3 separate regions of the Canis lupus genome follow, and all the other regions are linked to region 3. The links are chromatin contacts, called in public Hi-C maps. All regions are on one chromosome and are shown on one strand. The core of a region is the stretch at or near the end of the contact, and the rest is flanking DNA. Distances in the headings are between cores, read along the strand shown. Region 1 holds the start of TIPARP (protein mono-ADP-ribosyltransferase TIPARP). Region 2 has its middle 57 kb from the start of CCNL1. Region 3 holds the start of LEKR1 (leucine-, glutamate- and lysine-rich protein 1).

Region 1 (3,871 bases), core at 264-2,763, 140 kb before region 3:
AGCCGGAGTGGCTCAGCGGTTTAGCACCTGCCTCCAGCCCAGGGCGTGATCCTGGAGTCCCGGGATCGAGTCCCACGTCGGGCTCCCTGCATGGAGCCTGCTTCTCCCTCTGCCTGTGTCTCTACCTCTCTCTCTCTGTCCCTAATGAATAAACAAATAAAATCTTAAAAAAAAAAAAAAAAGCAAACAAAAAGGAAACGTGCTTCTAGGTAACTCCGTGTATGAGCAGGCGCAGACCAAGACGCTGCCTTAACACAGTTTTTAAGCCTGAAAATTCAATGTTTACCTAGGAGCGTCCGAATCCTGTCGGTGTCATTCGTAGCTTCGCTGAACCCCCTGGACTTGATGCCGCGTGGAGCGCGCCTGCTGGGGGAGGCGCCGCCCTTAATCCACTTCTTGTTGGCGTCGTGTGGTTTAGAAGCGCGTGAGAAGATTGGAGACCCGTTATCTCCAGTCCTACTGCCGCTTAGCTCTTTATATAGGCGTTCCGGTGTGTGTTTGTGTTTTTTTGTTGTTGTTGTTTTCTTTTTGTTTTTTGTTTTGTTTTGTTTGTTCTTTTTTTTAAGGATAATAGTTGTCTTTTTCAACCCACGAAGCCTCCGAGCTGTGGGACTCAGTCAGACTTGAGGCCGCGCGGGCGGGGAGCAGCTCTTGGCAAGCTGCGTGCGCGTCTCTGTCCACGACCAACCGCCATCCAGGGCCCTTGTCCCCCGACACAGCGGGATCCACGAGCTGCACGCAGGGCTGTCCCCGCACCACCGGAAGCCATCCGAGGACTCACCGCCCAAGACCTTCGTCGGCCCAGAAACTACGGCAAACTCGCGCCGGGTGCGCGCTGGAAGGGGGAGTCCGTGGCGCTGCGCGGGGCGGCGGCTGCCGGGGCGTCGCCGGGTCCCCGCCGCGTGCCGGGCCTTCCCTCGCGGCCCGTCAGGCAGGGGGCGGGCGACCCCGTCTGGCCGCGGCGACCGTAGCAGCCGTCCGGCTCCCGTCGGGGTCCCGCGGCGCCGAGGCCGGGAAGGCCGGCCGCACGGAAACGCCTCGTGCCGTCCCGCATCCCGTCCCGGAGCCCCTCAGTCAGTCAGGCGGCGCCCGCCCCACGCGGCGCACACCGCCGCTCCTCACGGCCGCGCGACCGCCACCCCCACCCCCACCCCCACCCCCACCCCCACCCCCGCACAGCGCGCGTGCGCGCGCGGGAGGACACGCCCCCTCGCGGGAGCACGCGGCCGCCGCACGCACGCACGCTCCGCGCGCCTCCCCACGCCGGGAGCGAGCGCGCACGCGCACGCGCACGCGCACGCGCACGCGGGGCGGGCCCCCCTCGCTCCGCACGCCCCGCCCTCCCCGGCGGCGCCCACTGAGCGCCCGGCCCTCTCACCCCGCCCCTCTCCCCCGCGGCCCAGGCTCCGCCTCCGCGACGGGGCAGCCGAGAGGAGGCGACCGGAAGCCACTTTAAAGCGGAGCTCGGGGTGACAGGCGAGCGAGCCGGAGCGGGCAGTGCGGCCGCTGCTCTCTGCGCTCCCGGCGGCGGAATGGCCCGCGCGCTGCCCGCCGCGGCCCCGGCCTGACCGTCGGACGCCCGAGCCCGCTCTCCGCGCGGACGCTGCCGGCGCCCCGGCTCCGCGGTCCGCGCTCTCCGGCGGCGCCATCAGGTGAGGGCGGCGGGCGGCGGGGGGGGCGGCAGACCCGGCGGGGATGGCGGGCGGGGGCGCCGGCCTCGCGGCGTCCGTGCCCCCGCGGGCTCCCTCGGACCCGCCAGCCCGGGACGGGGCGGCCTGCACCCCCGGAGCCCTCGCGGCCGCGGGCAGGTGTAGGATCGGGAGGCGGCGGCGGCGGCGGGCCGGCACCCCGCGGGCGGACCCCGACCGACCCCGCGCGCTCGGCGGCGCCGCAGCCCACAACTTTGCGGGCGGTTCTCACGTCAACTTCGCGGGCGCACGAGCGCGCGCCGGCCTCGCCCCCCGCCCCCGCCCCCGCCCCGCGGCGCCGGCCGCCCGGTGCCCGCGAGCGTCCGAGCCCCGCGGGACGAGCCCCTGGGCAAGGTCGGTCGGGAGGCGGGGACGGCCGAGCTGCAGAGGCGGCCCGAGCGGCTTCCGCGGAGGAGGGGCCCCGACGGGGTCGGGACGGCGCGCGGGATGCTCGGGGACGCGGGGTCGGCCGGGCCGGGCGGCGCCTCCTCCGCGCTGCGCGGGGCTGCGGGCGGCCCGGGGGGCGGGGCTGCGGGGCCCGCGGCGGCCGGCAGGAGGCGTCCCTCGGACCCGGGCTCGGCGGCGGGGGGCGGCGGGGCTGCGGAGTCCGCGCCGGGCGGTCTCGGGGCGCGGGGGCCGGGGGAGCCCGGGGGTCACCACGCGGGGTCTGCGGGAGCGCGGAGTTCGCAGCGGGCGGTTGCGGGGCGGGGGGCGGCGGGAGCGGTAGGTCGCCGGCTGCGGGGGGGCCCCAGCCCGGAGGAAGTGTCCCTCCAATCTTTATTTTTCTGTTATGCAAACTAATTGAGGAACAAGTCCTAGTGACTTCCCCACCGCAGCCACTCCTTAGCGCTCTGCCTCCTCCTCGGTCTTATTTCCGAGCGGGTCGGAGGGCAATAACAGGAAAAGAGCGTGCGTGCGCGTCCACTGCCGTGTAAATGAGACGGGTGCAGCGTCTCTTCCCGTGATCGGAGGGGGCCGGGGTGCGTGTGAGTGAGTGTGAGTGTGTGCACGCACGCACGCGAGGGGAGGCACGGGCGGGCTCGGCGTGGTGGAGAGGGAATACCACAGTCCGTGCCAATTGTGCCTGGAGGCAAGAGCACCGAGCGATGAATAATAACGCCTGGCTTGGCCGCCTTCCAGCCGATGTATGTCTTCTGTCAAGTTCCTCCTCCGTGAAGCTTTCCCCACGGTGCCAGCTCGCACTGGACTCTTGCTGCCTCTTCTTTTGTACCCACCGTGTGCGCTAGCACCTGGCCCCGTGCCGTTGAGCTTTGAAAGACGGCTGTGAGCTTTCCGCGGCCGCCCGCCTGTGTGCAGATTTTGAACAGTACTGTAAGCCTGTTTTTTTTCCCGTTCTGGTGACTCTCGATATTTTCTTTTCTCTGGCTTGTTGTAAGAATACGGCGTGTAATACGTCTAAGGCAAAACATGTGTTCATCAGCTGTTAATTCCGGTCGCCAGTAGGCTGTTAGGAGTTCAGTTTTGGGGGAGTCCAAAAGTTACCGGTGGATTTTTCCTGGGTTGGTTTCCCTGCACGTCCCCCACCCTGGCCTTGTTCGAGGGTGAGCAGTACTGTGTTTTGTGTATTTCTCTGAGTTTGATCATTATGAACTTTTTAATGTGTAGATTCATGAATCTCTCCAGTTAGATCTCTAATATTCATTTTTCTGGGGAGTCCGTTTTAGCATTTTGTTGTACCTATGAAGGCTAACAGAACTAGTCCTTTAACAAGTGCTTTTTCTTCAGTAATTCAGTTAAAAAAAAATATGGAGCACCTACTGCGTGCTTTGTGCTAGGCGTGGATGGTGCCGATCACCTGGGATGAGTGTTTGAGGAAGTCATGGACCCTTGCATCAATGATCTCTTTTTCTTTTAGTCACTTGGCCAAGACAGAAGATTAATTGCTCATCACCAGCTCTTCCACCTCGTACAAGGCTCATTAAATATTTTCAGAATTGGTTAATGAATGTTAGGTTGTGGAGGAGACACTCTTTGTCCTTCTACAAAGTTTTCTATATACTGGGTTTTCTAAGGGGTCTTATGCTTTGAAGAGAGCACGATTTTGGTCTCAGTTCATTAAGAATCTGGCATTTAGGGTGTGTTTTATATTCTTGTATTTTTCTGTAATATGGCTTCACTTACCTTAAGAGATAAAATCATATATGTAACTTTTCTGAAGATAA
Region 2 (3,513 bases), core at 239-2,738, 210 kb after region 3:
CCCGCTTCAGCCGCGCACATCCCCACCCTTTATCCCCATGATGACCTTGGAAGTGACCAAGAGTTCCCAGGTAACCTCTCTGCCTCCGTGAAAGGTCTGCTTTTGCTTGTTTCGCAGGTCTCCGTAAATCTCAAAAAGAAAACTAAAGGGTCGCCTAAGCAAACCCCCGAGACAGTGCCTCTCCACGACCTCCCTGTCATTTTAGGGGTCATTTCACGCCTGGTTTAACTTTCTGCAATCATTTTTAGTATCTCCTTTTGCAGACTTCTTGGGGCCTGGGAGGGAAATGGAGTGAAGCTGAAGGAAACCAAAGGTGAGTCCCGCGGGGTGGGCGGATGGATGCCAGCAGGGAGGCTCCGGGGCTGCGGCCCACGCCCCCTCCCACCCCAGCCCCCTGGAGGCCAGCGCTCCTCACCGCGCACCCCGCACCCCGCACCCCGCAGGGGCACGACGTGCAGCCGAGCGAGGTCAGGGAAGTCGGGCGGGCTCCCCGCGCTCCCCCAGCACCTCCACCCCTGCAGGCGGCGCCCGGGGCGCCCACCCCCCACATCCGCTCCCGAGCTCCTCTGCACAGCAGGGCGCTCCCGGGGCCCCCGACCGCGCCGGGAACCGCTTTCCCGGGGGCCTAGGGCGAGCCCCGGCCTTTGCTAACGAGGGCGTGGCTCCCCGGGGGCTCGTTCCCGGCAGGCGCACCGGGTCCCTGCGGGGACGGGGACGCGGACTTCCCGCCGCGGGGCAGGCGCTCGCTGCAGCTCCCTGCACCGCCCCTCCCGCCCCGCGGCCGCGCATGCGTGGAGGGGCCGCGCCGGCTCCGGGCTCCCGGGCTCCAGCCGCCGGGGCCGCGCATGCGTGGGGAGGGCCGCGCCGGCTCCTAGGCTCTCGGGCTCCCGTCGCGGGGACCGCGCATGCGTGGGGAGGGCCGCGCCGGCTCTCGGCTCCCGGGCTGCCAGGCTCCTGGGCTCCGGCCGTCGGGGCCGCGCATGCGTGAAGAGGGCCATGCTGGCTCCTGGCTCCCAGGCTCCGGCCGCGGGGGCCGCGCATGCGTGAGGAAGGCCCGTCGGCTCCGGGCTCTCGAGCTCCGGCCGTCGGGGCTGCGCATGCGTGGAGAGGGCCTCGCGGGCTCCCGGGCTCTCGGACTCTGGTGGTGGGGGGCCGCGCATGCGTGGAGAGGGCCCGCCGGCTCCGGGCTCGGCTCCGGGCTCCCGCCGTCGGGGCTGCGCATGCGTCGGTGGTGGGGCCGGGGCTGCCCCGCGGAGCCCCGAGCGCCCGGGGTCAGGCTCTCCCCCGTTGCCAGGCTGCTCGGCGGGGAAGCCGCATCGTCGGAAGCGAGCCAGAGGGTGCTGAAGGCACAGGCTCCCTCCAGGGCATCTGCGAGGAGGCGGATGCAGAGGGCGGTGGGCGCCGGCCCAGGCTGCAGTTTCTGAATCCCTGCAGCTGGGGCCAGATCCAGCCCGTAGGGCGAGGCTTGCACGCCCCTTCCGTGAGCATCCATCAGGCTGCAGGCTGCTGCGGGCCAGGCGCGTGCATGGCACGGAAGATAAGCAGGGACACATCAGAGGCCGTGCCCTCTGCATGGGCGTCGACCAGTCACAGCTGGGCTCGACCTCGGCAGGCCTGCACTACTAGCCAGGTGGCCCGGTGTAGCTAAGCTCTGGGAGCCGTGGGTTCCTGGTCTGCAAAAAGGAGATGAAATAGAACCTACCTGCCGGGTCGCAGGGTGTAAGTGACATGAGGTGCACACTGCTCAGCGTGGTCACTGCAGTGCAAGGCACCCCCATGTGCACGCAGGATTTGGGGACTAGAAGCGGTGGGTACAGAGGTGTCCCCGGGACAGTCACAATACTCATTTCCAGACCAAAGTGACGCAGAACGAGAGGGAAGGTACTTTCCCCCTAAGCCCTGGGTGGCACTTAGGGAGACTCACCCAGGGCTACGTGACCTGGCACACAGAGGCGAGAGGAAACTGTCTATGTTTCCACCAGCTGCTGGCCGCCACCCTCTGTCTCCCTCCTTTCCCAGCTCTCGCTGTGACTCATGGCGGCTGCAGAGATAGGTGAGGACCTCTCAGCAGAGTGAAATGCGTTCTCCGAGGAGGTTTGATTTAGGTTTGAAGTCCTGCTCATCGCAGGCAGCTCTCCTCTCTTCCTAGGCAGGGCAGGCAGAGGAGCAATCCCTCCCAGCGACCAGAAGGAATGGGGGTGAAGCCCCTACGGCGTCAGACTGGAGCGGTCTGGACTCTGGATCATCAGAGCTGAAGACCGTCCAGGCCCGTGCCCTGGTGTAAACGGAGGAGCTTGGAAAAACATGTAAAAGGTCAAATGACCTCAAGCTTTAGACTCAGCTCAGCCCTGACTCTGTGTTCATTCACCCCCTCCTGCACACTGCTCCAGAGGCTCCGTTTCAGGAAGCAGGGAGAAGGAAATGGAAAATCGGAACCCAGAAGAGTTCCCAGGTTCGTGCAGCTCCACGGATAGCGGTAGCACTCGCTGTGATAGTGACTGGAGGACGAGGAATGGCTCTGAGTGGAGGATGGCATGTTTTGAACGCATTTTTCATGTGCAGGAGACTTCCAGGGGTGACCTCCAGGTGCCAAGCCTGCCAGAGAGAGGCTGCGCGAAGCACCCCCGGGAAATAGTCAACATAGAGGTGGGCCCTGAAGCTGGGGCTGCACTGAGTGGGAAGGTGATGGGATGGAGGAGAGCTGAACCTGATGGGTACCGGGTCCTGAGGCCCAAATAGGGGTCCTGAGGAGAGCGCAGAAAAGTGAAAAAACTAGGGGGAAAATGGCAGCAAGCAGTCCAAGTGAGGAGGTTTTTCTGGGGTGAGGAAGTGACCAGGAGCAGGAAATGCCACAGAGATGCCCAGCACATGAACGCTGGGATGTAACCATTGAGAGGGACAATGAGGAAGTCAAGTCATGGATGAGTCATTGACCCCTGTTTCGATGAGGTCATGAGAGCAGAAACCAGGTCACAAGGGGTTGGAGGCAAATAGAGTCAAGAAAGAGGAGCAGCAGGACAGTGGGTACAGCTTACTGCTTCGGAAGAGTTGGGTGGTTGGAGAAGGGGAAATTACAGCCAGGGAGCCTTGGGGGGGGTTGGCTTCGGTCGATGTCTTTTTACTGGAAGACACCGAAACATGCTGACAGGCTAAAGAGAGGTGGGGCTGGGTGAACGGGGAGGAATAGAGTGGGTGGGGTCTCGGTACAACCTCCGCAGGATGATGGGAGGAGAAGCTCTTCTGTCCCCATTAACCCAAAGGAAGGAGTCCTCTTCCTTCATTCTTTTTCTTCCACCAGGTGAAGGGAAGCAGTGCACTTGAAGGGTTTGGGGATGGACTTGAGCTCTTCACAACCACCTTTGTCTGAGTCATGGATCTAACCATGGCATCCATCTGTCAAATGCATTTAATGAGCCTCATTTGCATGTGGAGCTGTGCTCAACACCACGCGAATGATGTGACATAGTTCCTGTTATTACCATGTCGGTCAGGACTCTGGGTAGCAGGTGACTG
Region 3 (3,397 bases), core at 629-3,128:
CCATGCTCCCTTGGTACAGTTCTGAACTCACTTTGAAATTAGCAATCTTGGGTGGACTTCCTGATATTTTTATCAGACTTGCTGACAAAGTACCTATTCTCCCACATGCTTTTTATGGAGGGAGGGGGAAATAGTATTCCCTGCCAAAATGAATGGGGTGAGTGACAGTGCCCTGCTGGGTCAATATCTTAGGTACGTTCTTAATAGAAATAAAAGAACAGACAACACAAAGGTCTAGAGACATCGCAGAAAGCCTCTTTTAGTCACTTCACAGAGACTCTTCTCCCAAAACTAGGGACTGTATTTTTTCCTTCAAGGGTCACTGACCCACAGGGGAAAATGATTAATAAAGGGTCGTACAGGAGGTGAAAAGGAACTTTATCACTGGATCACTTTATGAAGTCACAGTAAAAAGAGAAATTTAGCTAATTTAAAATTCAAGAGCAGAATGACACAAAACTTTATTCAATATGTTCAATGATAGGAATTCTACTTCGGTTCCAGTATGGCCAATAATGGGGTGAGAAAAAGCAGTGGAAAAACAAAAGAGACAAGGAATGAAACTCAGAGGAAGAGATCAACACAGAGCCAAGAATAAACACACAAGACACTGGGGAGAGGCTTAGGGGATTACTTTTTTTAAAAAGTAACACCCCGTCACAAATCTTCATCTGTGCTGTGGTCTGCAGGAATAACACTTTTCACTACCACTTTTTAACAAAAGCTATTCTTCACAATTTATTAACTCTCTTCATCCTTGAAATTCTTACTGGGCCTACTGCTGTTCAGTAGAACTTTCTCTGATGATGATAATGTTCTAGATATGGGCTGTCTGATGCCATGGCAACAGGTGACTCCTGAGCCCTTGTACTGTGGCTAGTGCAATAAATGGAATTTAAAAAAAAATCTCATTTTAACTAAATAGTCACATGTGGCTATCGTATTGGACAGGAAGTTCTAAGAAACATTTACGGTGTGGACGTTGATGGTGGGAGGAATACTAGTCTCAAGACTGAGGACGGATGACATTAAATCTCAGAATGAATTACAGCCTTTTAGCCGTATCTTCTCCCATCCTTAAGGCGTTTCCTCTGCTTATCATGCGTGAAGCACTCAATAAATATTATTGCTCATAATCACACTAGTGGCCAAACTAGCCTCAGCAGACTCACTTGGGAGTGCAGCTTCTGTTCTAGATGAAGCGCTCAGTGGATCTAGATGAACTGCTTTGGGTCCCATGTATGAACCCCATTATTGAGAACGGGCGCACCTCCACCGTCCCTCAGAAACACGCTGAACATGAGCAGCTGTCCACGTTCTTTGCCCGTCTCCCTGACCACTTGGTTGTCTCCTCTACTCCCTTTAATTCTCTCTCCAATACTCTTCTTGCTCGTGTTCCCTAGATTACCAACAATGCTCTTTGAGGGGGTGAAGACTCTAAGTCAGTAGTTGGCATTGGGGCAAACACGCCGGCCGGGGTCCCCCTAGCTCCACTCTGCGTGCCTGGAGCAGCAAGGCCTTTGGGAGAGTGGGGCACTGCATGCTCTCATTTTCATCGGTGGGCAGCTACCAAGGCCACTTGGGCTGAGCACCCCCAAACCTGCAGGCTGTGGTTTTCTTTGTGTTTATACTCAACCTCCCTTCATTTGATGGTAGCAAGTGTCTTTCTCTGCCCCTGAGCCACCGGTGATTTCTCCTGTGACAGCTGCATTTTCGACCTCATGGAATCCTCACAAAGGAGAGATGGGGACGGTTCAGGAGTCATGACAATCACCCCAAGAGCTGCCCCCCCCCCCGTGAGTCACTGAGCGTCACCCCACCGAGGGGCCGAGGGGCCGGTGCCTGCCTCTCGGGAGGAGCTCATCCCTCAGCACTGTCTTAGGGAGGAAGGAAGGACGTCCCGTCCCGCAGCTGAGCAGCCTCTGCCATCACTCGCCAACTAGGGTTTTCAAGAGAGCTTTCGGGCCAGGCTCCTGCGTCTTGACTCCTTGGGGTCGGGGTGAGCGTCCCCACGGCCTCCCCGCGCCCTCGCGGCCACGCCAAGGGGCAGAACCGCCCCGCACCCCTTCGGGCTCAGCACCTCCAGCGGCCGTGCCTGTGCCTGCCAGGAGGGCTGGGGCCCGGGCCAGGGGCCCGTGGGCGGGGGCACCCGCAGGGGGGTCTCCCCCCCTCCGTGCAGGAGGGTCTCTTCATCCCCCCTTAGGAGGGTCTCCCCCCCGCCCCCGTGCAGGAGGGTCCCTCCCCACCCCTTAGGAGGGTCTCTCCATCCCCCCTTAGGAGGCTCTCTCCATCCCCACCTTAGAAGGGTCCCTCCCCACCCCTTAGGAGGGTCTCCCCCCCGCCCCCGTGCAGGAGGGTCTCTTCATCCCCCCTTAGGAGGGTCTCCCTCCCCCCCCCCCGTGCAGGAGGGTCCCTCCCCACCCCTTAGGAGGGTCTCTCCATCCTCCCTTAGGAGGGTCTCCCCCCCTCCGTGCAGGAGGGTCTCTTCATCCCCCCTTAGGAGGGTCTCCCCCCCCCCCCCCCGTGCAGGAGGGTCCCTCCCCACCCCTTAGGAGGGTCTCTCCATCCCCCCCTTAGGAGGGTCTCTCCATCCCCCCTTAGGAGGGTCTCCCCCCCTCCGTGCAGGAGGGTCTCTCCATCCCCCCTTAGGAGGATCTCTCCCTACCCCTTAGGAGGGTTTCTTCCCACCCCTTAGGAGGGTCGTCTCCCCCCCCCCCCCCCGCCCGCCTCCCCCTCGTGCAGGAGGGTCTCTCCATCTCCCCGCAGGAGGGTCTCTCTGCCTCCCCACCCCCGCAGAAGGGTCTTTTCCCCCCCCATGCAGGAGGGTCTCTCCCCCATGCAGGAGGGTCTCTCTGCCCCGCAGGAGGGTCTCCATCCCCCCGCAGGAGGGTCTCCCCGCCCCCCCCGGAAGGCCTCCCCGGGTCCCCCTCGGCCTGGGGACGCTCCGGTCCTCCTCCGCAGCCCCCGCACGCCCCGCCCCCAAGCCCCCCCCTCCCGCTTCCGCCGGCGCTCGGGCCGGGGGCGTGGCCAGGGAGCCCCGCTCTGCGTCAGCGGGCGGCGTGGGCCGTGACGTCACCGCGCCCTGACGTCCGGCCGACGTGCGGCGCGGTCTCCCGGGAGACCGGGGAAGCCGTGCGCGCCGCGGGTGGAGCCGGAGGTGAGCGCCCCGCCTGCCCAGCCCGGGACGCCCCTCGCAGCCGAGGCGCCCCGCCCGGCCTCCGCCCCGCGCCCCCCCCCCCCCCCGCCGCGGCGGCCCGGGGGCACCGGCTGGGAAGGCCCGCGTTTCCGGAGGCCTGCGGCGGTGTGGGCCGGAGCGCCCGCCGCTTCGGGGACGCCTCGGGGCGTGAGCCCGCCGCCCGGGCCCTGACCTCGCTTGGGTGGTTCCCACGGGGCGGGG

The links. A called contact is a pair of places that touch in the nucleus more often than the background predicts.
Region 1: a contact with region 3 is called in a Hi-C map of blood, with 4 times the contacts expected there. The contact joins the promoter of TIPARP here to the promoter of LEKR1 in region 3. A contact is called at or near these places in 4 of 9 Hi-C or Micro-C datasets (amygdala, blood and skin fibroblasts).
Region 2: a Hi-C map of blood shows a contact between it and region 3, with 2.0 times the contacts expected there. The contact joins the enhancer-like site here to the promoter of LEKR1 in region 3. A contact is called at or near these places in 2 of 9 Hi-C or Micro-C datasets (amygdala and blood).

What each region holds. Positions count from the first base shown.
Region 1 is chr23:50,804,048-50,807,918 of UU_Cfam_GSD_1.0, forward strand. It overlaps TIPARP (protein mono-ADP-ribosyltransferase TIPARP), which reads left to right and starts at 1,514. Exons shown (of 6, transcript XM_038571279.1): 1 at 1,514-1,652.
Region 2 is chr23:51,148,528-51,152,040 of UU_Cfam_GSD_1.0, forward strand. No RefSeq gene overlaps it. Among named protein-coding and RNA genes, the nearest start is that of CCNL1, 57 kb to the right of the region's middle. Within about 2 kb of position 1,489, at least 5 of the 20 cell types and tissues checked have an H3K27ac peak or open chromatin away from gene starts, as enhancers often do. A contact at or near this core is called in blood, where this site is marked.
Region 3 is chr23:50,942,941-50,946,337 of UU_Cfam_GSD_1.0, forward strand. It overlaps LEKR1 (leucine-, glutamate- and lysine-rich protein 1), which reads left to right and starts at 1,879. Exons shown (of 13, transcript XM_038571291.1): 1 at 1,879-1,999.